Linked DNA regions of Mustela erminea: region 1 is linked to region 2. A link is a contact called in public Hi-C data. All regions are on one chromosome and are shown on one strand. Each heading gives the region's core, a stretch centred on a gene start, on an enhancer-like site or on the middle of the called end of the contact. The rest is flanking DNA. Distances are from core to core; before and after follow the strand shown.

Region 1 (6,468 bases), core at 3,366-5,865, 350 kb before region 2:
GTGTGATGGTATTATGGGTACAGACATATGTCCAAGCTAATTGAAATATATACATTAAATATATGAAATTTTTGTGTATCAATTATACCTCAATAAAGCTTTTAAAAAATGGAAGGGCCATTGCCCATGATTTAACCAGGAAAATAAAATTTTCCACAAATCAAACCATATTTCCTTTTGTGCCTCATTGATAGAAAAAAAATAACACCCAAGAAAAAGTAGTGTTAAACTTAGAGTCTGTATTTTGAGGAGTATAAAGCAAGGGGATATTTTAAAGGTATTGGGTTAACCAATCAACAGTATTGCCCCAGCAAACCAACATCATTATTAAACAATCTATTTTAAAATGTTTGATAAGTTGTCCCAAAACTCAATCCAGCTACTGATCATTATAAGCCTTCTTCAAGTATCTAAATAAGCAAAAAACATGTGTATTGTGTACGGAATAATACTGGAATTACATCAGTGAAAATGTCAATAGACAAATAAAAGCTTGATCAGATGGCACTAACAGCAGCACTCGGTGAACAGAAACTCTACACAGAGTCAAAATAGGACCACTATTTGCAGAATCAACTCTGACACAGGCCAAGTGTAAGTGCTAACACAGGTCACTGACTGAGTTGTGCTCCGGCCACAGAATATGGTACGACATTGGCCACTGCATGAGTTAGCTCCACAGATCATTTCTGATAAGGGATTTCAATGAAGAGAGAACACTGACCTTGGCTAAAGCCAGAAATTACACCTTGGGCTTTCTCTGGCCAGAAATGCATCCCAAATCCTGTTCATATGCATAGTTGAAATCCTGGCCACAATCTCTACACTCATATTGTCCGTGGATGAAATGCTCTAACACAGGTCACTGACTGAGCTGTGCTCTGGCCACAGAATAAGGTATGACATTGGCCACTGCATGAGTTAGCTCCACAGATCATTTCTGATAGGGGATTTCAGTAAAGAGAGAACACTGACATTGGCTAAAGCAGAAATTACAGCTTGGGCTTTCTCTGGCCAGATATGCATCCCAAATCCTGTTCATATGCATAGTGGAAATCCTGGCCACAATCTCTACACTCATATTGTCCGTGGATGAAATGCTAACATTGATCTGAGACAAAACTCCAGGGCATATCACAGGTAATGACCTAAAATGACAAAAGACTGAATATTAAGCTTAACACTAACTACAGACTCAGTCTAATGCTGGACCAAGAAAAAACTTTAACCGTGAACACTAATTGTCACTTCAACTGATAAAAGACTGATCATAAATCCTATTCAAATTCTTATTTAGCTTTTTCCAAGGCAACAAGATCATCGTGAACAGCAGCCTCTGGCAGAGCCATCACTGGTCTTTGTTGATTTCCAAGCCTAAAAATACAAGTGATTCCGACACTGACCAAAACACTAAAGTCAAACCTTGAGCTGAGCCCTATCCCTCATTGTAGTCCATCTAAGGCTGACCCCCAGACAGCTCTGACATTAGTTTTATAATGAAGCCTCTTCCTACTTATAGACTAAATCTTCATATTGGCCAAAATTTGAACCCAAATCTTGTATACTGACTTCCCAATGAGGTATAATCTAGGCCATACTGGAATAATGAGAGCTTCCAAGTGAGCTTTCATAACAATCAGAAACAGACTCTAATCCTGGACACAGATTGAACCATGGCTATACTTCTGGGGCCTAATGTTGATATCAGGCTGAGCCTTAAATTTGGTTACATGGTCCTTTAACAAGGGATCCACACCAACTTGTAAAGATAGCAACAGACTGACTAAGCCTTAACCTAAGCAAAGCCTGAAGCCAAAAGCATTCCACATTATGAACCTGAACTGTGACCATGGCTTGAACTTTACATTATCTCTTGACAAAACCTTAACCATGGCCTACTGATTGATCTATAAATCCTGCCAGACTAACATACCCAGGGCCATTATTTCACAAATTCATCTTCTTAGACTCAGGTTATTTCTTTTCCTGGATATATTTTCAGGCATACTTTCTACCCACAATCAAGAGTCTCACCTTTCTATGTGTAACACACACACACACACACACACACACACACACGCAATCTAATAAGCCTTGCAGAAATACTACTTGTCACAGATATGTATTTTAATTATTAATCTTATTTATTGATATATCCCCCCCAATTAGAGTATAAGTTCCAGAGGAAAGGGATGTTACTTGTTTTATTCCCCACTTCTCTAATCCCAACATCTTGAATTATGCCTGGAAAGTTGTAGGTACTCAAAAAAATATTTGTTGAATGGATAAACGAGTAGTTCCTTGCTACTCTTCTCCCTTTTATTTGACCTCTCTATGTTATATTCTAGTAATTACACTTTATTTCCTCTTGGTTCATCTATGTGGCCATTTCTTCTCAGCTCCCTTTGAAAGCAAGGAAGCTTGACTTCCTCTACCTACTCCTTGAATATAGTTATTTTCTAGGATTCCAAACTTAATCTTTGTCCTCTAAAAATTATTATTCTAAACACTAAGTGAAATTTAATCCATATTTGCTTAGTTAATTACCATCTATATACTGAAGTCTCTCAAATGTTTAGTTCCAACCCAGACCTCTCTCCTGTGCTTCAGACCTATACTTCCTTGCAGTCACTGGTTATCTCCACCCAAATGTTCCACAGACTCCTCAAATTTTAAGTGTCCAAAACTTAATTTCTCCTATCCTTCACAAAACTTGTTACTCTTTCTGGGTTCCCTATCTAAATGAGCAGTATGACCACATACTCTGTCTTCCAAATCAGAACTTGAGAGTCCCGAGACACTCCATCATTTCCCTTACTTTCCATATCCAAATTATCACCAAGTCCATCTGATCATACCATTTCCTTGCTTAAGATCCTGTGATAGTTCTCTACTACTTTCAGGTTAAATTTTGAATTCATCGGTATAGCCTCCTATTACTGACTGATCTAATTTTTTTGTGGGGGGAGGTAAGGGGAGGTGTTCTCTGCACTTTCTCACATTCTTATTCCTCAGTATAAAATATGGTTGACCTCCTTACCCCCAGATGCCTTACGAGTTCTTCAAATCTCACCATTCAAGCATGGTTTCTTCCAAAAGTAGAATGAGTTTTGCCACTTCTATTGTCTTGCAGAGCCCTATGCAGACCTTTTTTAGAGCCTTTTCACATTGTATACTCCATCTCCTCTTACAGACTGTGAGCTACTTAAAGGCAAGGACTGGTTTCTAATTCTGTAGCAATAGTGCTTAGCCCAGAGCCTTCCACAAAGCAGTTTCCTGAGTAAGCTATTCAATCCATTAAGTCCTCTTATTTTTTCATTTCTCTTTTATAATTTTAGGCAATTACCTTAGCAAAATGCAATCCCTCTTTGTTTGCATTCATTCCACTTGTGAGTCAAAAAGTTGTCCTGATCAGTAAAATTGTAGTAACCCAACTGTAACAATCATTTCAACTATAAGGATTAATCTCTAACAAAGAAAAAAAGTCAAAAATTAGGAGTGAAATCAACCTTAATAAACCATCATTTTCCTCAGCTTTTAAATGGCTTGAAAGTGCTAGATGTCTCCATCTATTTCTTTATCTACCCCTTTTAGCACAACTTTTACCAAAACAATAGTTTATTTTTTTAAGATTTTATGTATTTATTTGACAGAGAGAGAGACTCATGCGAAAGCAGGAACCCAAGCATGAGGAGTGGGAGAGGAAGAAGCAGGCTTCCTGCTGAGCAGGGAGCTGGATGGGGGTCTCTATCTCAGGACACCGGGATCATGACCTGAGCGGAAGGCAGATGTTTAACAGCTAAGCCACCAAAGCCCCCCTAAAACAATAGTTTCTTAAAGAAATATACATTTATTTCTTATTATTCATGTTGTACTCTCTATCTGTTCTAAAATTGTTGCATTACACCAGTGAAGTGGCAACTGTTCTTCGTGACAACGACATGGTTTCCTTATGGGGTAAGTGGGCTTCTGTTGGGTGGGCTTAGATCACATTGCTCTGTCTCTTATGATACTACTTCAAAGGAAAAATGTGATACCCTACTGAAAACATGGTATACATTTTCCCCAGAACCTCTGAAGTGATTCTAATGCAGATGGTTCACACAGAACACACTATGACAGGTTTAAAGGACCAGTTATTCTAAGTCTATCAGAGCATAAATAACAGTTTTAAAAGTCGTTCAACCAAACTCAATGAGAATTTTAAATCACGACATAAAGTGCTTCCCCCAAAATGCTAACAGCTTAACCAATAGTAAAATAAATCTTGAACCCCCACAAGCACATCACCATACCCCAAGAAGCGAGAGTCTGTAGGGCACTACATTGCAAACTACAACACCCACAATACCCTCCCTCATCTGAACTCAGTGTTGATCCAACTGGTGGTAGGAATTGTGGGTATTCAGAAAGAAGGGCCTCAACTCCATCTCCCATAATCCTTTGTCCTCACTTGAGTCTCTCCGCCAATGCCGACACTAGACCCCCCCCAGGAAGCACAGCCTCCAGCGGCCTAAAACTACATTTCCCATGAGGACAAGGGACTGGGCCTCAGGCTTCCCTGGTGACCAGTAACCAATAGGAGAGGCTGAAGCCGCCGAGTTGTGGGTGAGAATCTGGCCCTGGGCCTGAGCGTCCGGCCTAAGCCGGCTAGCACAAGGCGGGGAGTTGGGAAGACCGTGGCTTGACGCGAGGCGCCGCGAGGGCGCCGTACTCTCAGAAGCTGTCACGCCGGCCCGATTTTCCACGGCTGTATAAGAAGTAGCCCTTCGGTAGCCGGGGAGCTGGAGGTCAGAGAGGCAGAAAGCCCGAGTGGCTATGGCTGGGGACTGTGGGACCGAGGGGGGCGAGGGAGGAGGGTGCTTCCGGGCCGCTGTCTTCAGCGTTTAACTCCGCCCAACTCCGCCTCTGCCGGGGAGGGGGTGTCGGGACTGGGAGTCAGGGGTGGGTTTTTGAGTTTTTCCACGGCAGTTTCCTTGAGTTTTGAGCCTCGGGAGCGCGCCCTCTTTACTTCTTTTCCTACTTCGCCCGCTTGCTTTTTCTCCTTACAACGCTATCGTCTGTCCCCGCTGCCGTCCGGTGCCACCTCAGAAATCTGAAGTTAGGGTTCTCTACCGGGATCTTCTTAGGCGACGTCTGGACTCTTTTTACTACCGGGAGGAGTTTCCTCTCTTCCCTCAGTTTACATTTCAGATTTGGGCACACACCATTCCCAATGCACACACTCCCCGATGTTTCCTCTGGGGGCGTGGGAATTCTCGCCACGCCTAGAGAGTGACTTTTTGCCAAATTTTCACTTTTTGCTTCCTTGCTGGTGAGATGAAGATCGTCGCCCTCTCTTTATTGGCCCTTCCAGCCACCTGGCCCTTCCCTGACCAGATCTTTGGAGTGGAAAGGGTTTCTCGTCAGTTTCTAGAAGGGGTGGGGAGTAGTAATAGAAGAAATTTCGCTTTTGAGGAACATGTGGTTAAGGTTCAGTGCAGTGCTTTGGTGAGAGGCAAAGGCAAGTTAGACCTCTTTTAAAAACCGAGCGCTTTTGGGTTTTCCAGTACGGACTCATACAGCACTGATACTGACAATGATTTAGGGGGCATACTGACTGCGGAATAAATTAGACGGCGAAACAGACCGTATCAATTATTTTACTATTACAAAAACGTGCAAAAAATTTGTAATACTGATGGAGTTGGGAGTTGACATTGTCCTCTGTCTTCCAGACCAGTCCTGGTAGGTTTTGTGGAGGAGGTGATTTTTAAATTTCAGCTCCAAAGGTGTAAAGAGGATTTGAAATGGGCAAAGAGGAGAGAGAAAATGCTTTCTGGTACCGGAACTGGTATCTGAGAAGGGTAGATTAAAGAGAGAGCACTTTTGTGAAGGGCGGGCATGGGTATGCCTGACTGGAATAAAAGGTGTCATCAAGGAGAGATTGTGAAAGAAATAGTGTTGGAAAGCCTGGGGTCATAATAACAGGATACTTTAAAGCATCCACATAGTTTGGATATTATTCTATATCAAGCAAAACTAAAGACAAAAAATTAAGATTGGGTGATTTTTGTGTGTGTTTTTCTTTTCATCCTAGGGGAACCTGATTTGAGATCATTTCTTGGAGAACACAAAGAAGTGTGGTGGTATGTTCCAGGTGTGAGTTTAATTTAAATCCAAGAAAAACTTTGTCTTATACATGTTTTATTAGTGGCTATTCTTAGCTACACCCTACAGCTGTCATTTTAAAACCTGGTGCTGTAAATTTATTGTTTTAAGAAGTATGTTTGCTGTCCTTATACGTCATGTTATCTGAATTGTCATTTCACTGGGCAATAATAATCACTATTTATTGAGCCCATGTGATGTTCAGGCACTATCATAAGCACTTTGTTGCATTATCTTAAGAGTTTTACGAAGTAGGTACTATTTTTCCCAGTTTTCTAGAAGAGAAAGCTAAAAGGCAGAGAAGTGAAACAATTTACC
Region 2 (6,059 bases), core at 343-2,842:
TCACCTCACCCCAATAAGAGAGCCACTGTCTAAAAAATGAGAAAAAATAAAAGAACAGAAAATAATAGTGAAGACATGAAGAAATTAGAACACTTGTGTACTGCTGGTGAGACTGTAAAATGGTGCAACCACTATGGAAAACAATACAGAGATTCCTCAAAAAATTAGAAATAGAATTATTACATGATTCAGCAATTCCACTTCTGAGTATATAGTTAAGAAAACTTTGAAGTAGGTTCTCAAAGAGACATCTGTACACCCATGTTCATGGCAGCACTAGTCACAATAGCCAAGAGGTGGAAGCAACATAAATGTTCATTGATGGTTGAATGAATAAAGAAAATGTGGTGTATACATACAATGTAATATTATTCAGTCTTAAAAAGGAAAAAAAAATCATACCATACGGTACAACATGAATAAACCTGGAGGACATTATGCTAAGTGAAATAAGCTAATCACAAAAAGACAAACAGCATGTGATTTCACTTATACCACTTATATAAGGTATCTGAAATAGTCAAATTCATTGAAACAGAAAGGGTTACCAGGGCCTGGGGGGAAGGGAAGAAAGGAGATTTGTTTAATGGGTATAGAATTTCAGTTCAGATTGAGCGGGGTCTTCTCTGCCTACCTAAAAATGAAAGACTTCTGGAGATTTGTTGCACAATGTCAATGTACTGAGCAGTACAGTTAAAATGATTAAGATGGTGAATTTTATGTTTTGCCTGGTTTTTTTTATCATAATAAAAAGACATGGAGACAAAGTACAAACTCTTGACACACCAGCCCTGAATGTATTTACCATCTGGTGAACTCCTAGGCAGCAGGGAATGTTTTACTCACTGTTGTATCCTCAGCACCCAGCACAGTGTCTGGCATAGGGCAGGCACTCAAGAAATGTTGGCTAAGCTAATGAGAAGGTAGAAAGAAATAGGAGAAAGGGGGAGAAAGGGAGGGAGAGCAGGCCAGAGAGAGGAAGAGGCCAAGACAGGAAGAGGGAAGACAAGGGAAGAAAGCATTGAGCCCTAAAAAAGTTATTGTGTCCTATGTGGAAACTGGAGAGAGTATACCTAGGGAAAGAGAGGTCATGGTGTCTATAAAGTCCTCTGATGTGGAAAGTCAGGCCTCTGGCCCTAGGACAAACTACACAATTACTGGTGGACGTGTATTGAGCAGAATCACATAGCTTGTTGGGGGGCCAGGATGAATTTTAAGAATTACAGCCAGCTACCCACTGACAAAAGTTAGTACATTCCGGTTTAGTATATATAAGGGGTGTTGGAACGCCTGGGCGGCTCAGTCGGTGAAATGTCGACCTTTGGCACAGGTCCTGATCCCAGGGTCCTGAGATGGAGTACCCCGTGGGGCGCCTTGCTCAGCATGGAGCCTGCTTCTCCCTCTGCCTGCTAATGTCCCCTGCTTGTACTCTGCCTCTCTCTGACAAAGAATTAAAATCTTCAAAGGAAGGGTGTTGCTCTCAGAAAGAAACCTAATCTCCACCGCGCGCTCTCGCACCACACCTTTGGACCTTCCCCAAACTCTGAGGCTCTTAGAACTGCGCATGCGCCAAAGGTGGGTGGGGCGCAGCTCCAGCCGCCAGTAGTCCGCCATCCCTTTCTCCTCCCAGAGGCCTCTGCGCGTTGAGGACGTAAGACCGCCAGGACGGAGCACCGCACAGTGGGGGGCGTGGCTTAGGGGACGCGTTACCCTGGCGACCACCTTCTGGGTTGCCCAAAACTTGATCAGAGCGTAGAGCCGGAAAGGTGTGAGTTAAGAAGAGAAACGAAGACGGCTTGCAGCCCCAGCTCCCGGCACCCTGGGGGCTGACCGACGGCCATGGATCTGTACCTCAGCAACTGCTACAAGGCTGCTGAAGCCGCTGCCACTAAGGCGGCGGCCAGCAGCCTAACACGCGCCAGAGAGCACTGCGACACCGCGAGTGGCGGCGAATCGGTAGTCACCCTCCTCCTGGCTCCTGGGCGGGGTCTCGGGAAGGCGGGCGGACGGAAGGGGCGGAGACCTCAGCAGAGCGAGGTGTGGGGGAAAGGGGCGGGTGCTTGACCGCTCCGCTTCAGACTCCCAGGGCCCGCAGCCAGTAGCGAGAGCGGCCGCGGCCAAGAGATTGGCTGGTAACCGGGGGAAGCTGGGAGGCCTTCCGGGTTGTCAGCAGGGCGGGCTCTTTCAATCCTGAGTGTACAATTCTTTGGTGTCCTTGGAGGTATTAGCCCATTTTAATGTGAATAGATTGGTGTAAACTAAAAGAACAGTTCTTAAAAATAGCCAGACCTTCTCACTGTACCTGACAGGGCTCGCGCAAAAAAGACATTCCAGAGGTCGGAGCAGCTAATCTATTGGATCTCCCTCTTGGGGTCAAGCTGCCTATTATCCCAGGAAGCAACAATATATTCTATACTACAAATATAAATGAAAAGGTAAACTGAGTTTTAATAGTGCTTAAGTGATTTTCTTTACCCTTTTCAATAGCTCGCTATTAAACTTGAAACACTGCTATGATTTCGCTTTGAGTCAACTTCCACTTAACACACCCAGTTAAGTTAAATGAATTGAAGTGATTAGTGCCTGAGCTTCACTTCAATGATGGAAGACCCCATGATCTGCCTCAGCCATCCAGTTCAGCCTTATCTCCAGCCCAGAGCTTCAGTTCCCAAAGATTGAGCGGGGTCTTCTCTGCCTACCTACACTTACGTTGCTAATTCTTACATCAGTGCCTTTGTCCACCAGGCTCCCACAACTTGGTAGGCACTCTTCTCTCCTTTCTGACCTTCAGTCTGAGCCACCCTTTAAGAGCTACTATACAAAGCCTTTCCCAAGTGTTACAACACCCAACTCTCATCTTTCCATAGAATTTACATGGCGTTGGTCTGCACTATCTTACTCAGCACTGAATCAGCACTGTTAGTGATGCAGTGTGCCGCACTCATATTGTTACACATTTTAAGTCCTCTGCCTAACACCCTGTGCTCTGTCCAGAATTTAGGCCAAGCCTGAAGGAGGTTCAGAACTTTCTAGTTGAGAATGTGTTTTGATCACAATAGCAAAAGATTCTACAGAAATAATTCTAATTTCCTTACTCTTGCACTGTCTAGCACAGCATCAAGGATGAATAGGGGCTTCTTGGTATTTCTGATAATTGTTTGATATATATGACTTTTTTAGGTTTTATTGCTGGAAAACTATAATAGAGTTTCTCTTTTGAAAACATAGTGTTCTACTAAATAAATGCCAACCTCACAGAAATTGACTGAGTCACATTCCCGCAAGTTAGCTTTCCTGAAACATATTCAAAACCTATTTCACTACTAGTAATAACACTGCTTCCTACTTTGTAACTGTAGCCCAATCTGTTGGGTTTTTTTCCCTCAAACATCTTCTATTTGCTATATTTCTATTCTGTTCCTGTTTTACACTTGTTAACTACTTCTTATTTCCAGATTTTTCTATACTGAATTATACTGATTGTCTCTGTACTTTATTATATTGATTACCCCAAAATATATGCATTTGATCATGATCAGGCACTACATTCAGCTACCCTGAACACTAACTTTGTGGAATCTTTGTCTTTTAGCAGGATCTCCTCAAGAAAGTAAGATTTAATATTTTACACCTTTAGTTGTTTGTTTGTTTGTTTCTTTGTTTGTTTTTTTTAACTCATTTTACCCTAATGACCACCTTGTAAGGTGAAGCTAGGATTTATCTAATGTCACAGGTAGGTAATAGTAGAGTTCAGACCAGAACCACTGTCTTCTGACTCTCAGGCCACACTCCATTACTGGACCTTGCTGCTTCCTGAACTGCAGACTACTTTAGCAGATCACTACAGAAACAGGGAATTTAAAGGTCCCTCATGTGTTCTGAATGCAGATAGAAGCAAAATGATGGTATTTGACTGTCTTTTTTTCTGTCAAATTAAAATGGTAACAATGTTACCTACCTTTCTTTAGCTATGCATTAATCCAAACCTGACAAGTGATCCTATATGACATTCTGATACCAAACTTATTCTCAGATAATGTATTTATAAGTTAATTTGCTTATTAGTATACTATACTTAGGTAGCAACTGTTCACAAACTCCTAAAATTGTTTTTATTGAATGCTAATAGTAAATACTTTGCCAATTAACTTAGACATTGTGCTCTCAAGAAAAGAAAACATGTTAAGTGAAGAGAACAATTTACATACTTTTAAAAGTCTCCCTAGTGACCTCCCACTGGCATATAGTGATGAAATAATAGACTCTTCAGATCAGGGAAATCAATTATTGTAATTGACGATAGAAAGCTTAACCTGGCCTCAACAAACAGATTTGTCTCTTTCTGGATAGGACAGTAGCCCAGGGTTAGTCAACACGTCTGTTACCAACAAAAGTCAACATCTAAAAGAAGAAGCAATAATCAGTCCGCTGATTGCAGCAGTGTTTCAGCTGCCATCACTTTTGATCACTTCTCTTCTAGGAAAGATATGGGCTTCCTGTCTAGTCTCACTGTGAATTAAATCACTGCCCATAAGGATGTCTTTCTCTGCCTTTTTAAGGAAACATTGGTACTGAGGGAATCCAGTTTCCTGATATAGGTTCGTTAGGAAAGACAAGAGGCTGCCACCAGTCAAGCAGTCAGAAATTTTAAAAGGAAGCTTCTAAATGGAAGAAGAAAGCTAGAACCCTATCCTGCCTCTCTCGTCTTTTCCCCCTGCCCATATATAAAGCATTCCACCTGCCTTTCAGGACTCTTAAGGCCACACCTCAGTGTTCATGAATTAGACAGAGGTTGAGGCTACCACCACCAGCCTCAAGACAGCTCTGTAGAGGAGAGGGAAGAGGAAGGCAGTTAGCTTTACTAAATCAATTCATTTTCCGGATCCCCTCTCTTCAGGTTCTGCTTGCAGGTTTCATTTTCACTGACCAACCTAGTCATTTCAACAACTTGAGGTTTAAAAGTGCAATTTCATTCGTTTTACACATGTAATACTTTTGAATCCGTATGTTTGCAGCTTTATCACCCTTCTTATGACTTTAACCTGAGTGATCCTTACTGCCGACTTTTGGAAACCAGCTATAAAAGCCTGCATGATCCCCATTTAAAAGCATACCATAAGCGAAAGGATATCCTAAGGAGATTAAAGAAGGGCGGTTACATCACCAGCAATAATAAAGTAGGTTGAAGCCTCCTTCCTGTTAACCAGTAGAAACCTAGGGACTTGATAGACCCTCAGTTCTGTACTTCACTAGGAGCCTGTATCAGCTTTGGTTAAACAAAGAATATTTATTAGAAAACTCAATTAATTACTCATATTTGGATTTCTAAATAAGACTACTTGTGCCTTCTTGACCTTTTTTTCTTTGAAAACAGCAAAAAATAAGCACCAAATTATTCAAGTATGTAAAGGCATACATACAGATGTTTTTATTTAGGTATTTTCTCCCTGCTGTAGTGTAGTGACTTTCCTCTGGCTTTAAAAGTAATAAGAGGACAGTATACCTATCAGGGAATATTTCCTATACTTCTTGAGAAGACTAGAGACAAAATGGAAACCTAGCAGAAAACAGCATGATGAAATAAATTAGAGGGGTGTTAAATGGCATTATTATACTGGCGTTTTAATAACAAATACATTGAGAATTGTAAATTTCTGATTATGATATGAACCATATTATTGAAATAATACTATTTAGATAGACATTTCCTGGTGATACAACAATTTTAGATACTGCTTTCTAAATTGCTACCAAACTGTGCTATTACCCTTGGTCCTAAAATTGTTACTAAAATGAATATTCCTATGTCACTCTTCTCTGGAAAGATGATTGTTGCAACTTTTTATTTATATCTTTGGTTTTTGGTTTTGCCTTTATAGGTCATATGTACCTTGAAAGAATTGAATAAGTACAGGCAGTATCTGACCACTTTAAAATTAGACTTTGAAAGAAACTATGTAAGAGAACAAGTAAGTTAATACTTAAATTTGTTTTATTTGGGGTCTGTAAGATAGTTTTTATGTAGGGTTTGGAAGAAAGGTTTGGTTCTCTGCAGGATA

The links. A called contact is a pair of places that touch in the nucleus more often than the background predicts.
Region 1: a Hi-C map of spleen shows a contact between it and region 2, with 11 times the contacts expected there. The contact joins the promoter of ENOX2 here to the promoter of LOC116582840 in region 2. A contact is called at or near these places in 2 of 3 Hi-C or Micro-C datasets (skeletal muscle and spleen).

What each region holds. Positions count from the first base shown.
Region 1 is chrX:110,220,720-110,227,187 of mMusErm1.Pri, reverse strand. ENOX2 (ecto-NOX disulfide-thiol exchanger 2) reads left to right here and starts at 4,615. Exons shown (of 14, transcript XM_032329524.1): 1 at 4,615-4,790; 2 at 6,080-6,128.
Region 2 is chrX:109,863,717-109,869,775 of mMusErm1.Pri, reverse strand. LOC116582840 (fibrous sheath-interacting protein 2-like) reads left to right here and starts at 1,592. Exons shown (of 23, transcript XM_032330633.1): 1 at 1,592-1,956; 2 at 2,310-2,435; 3 at 5,016-5,177; 4 at 5,880-5,969. The coding sequence starts at 1,840.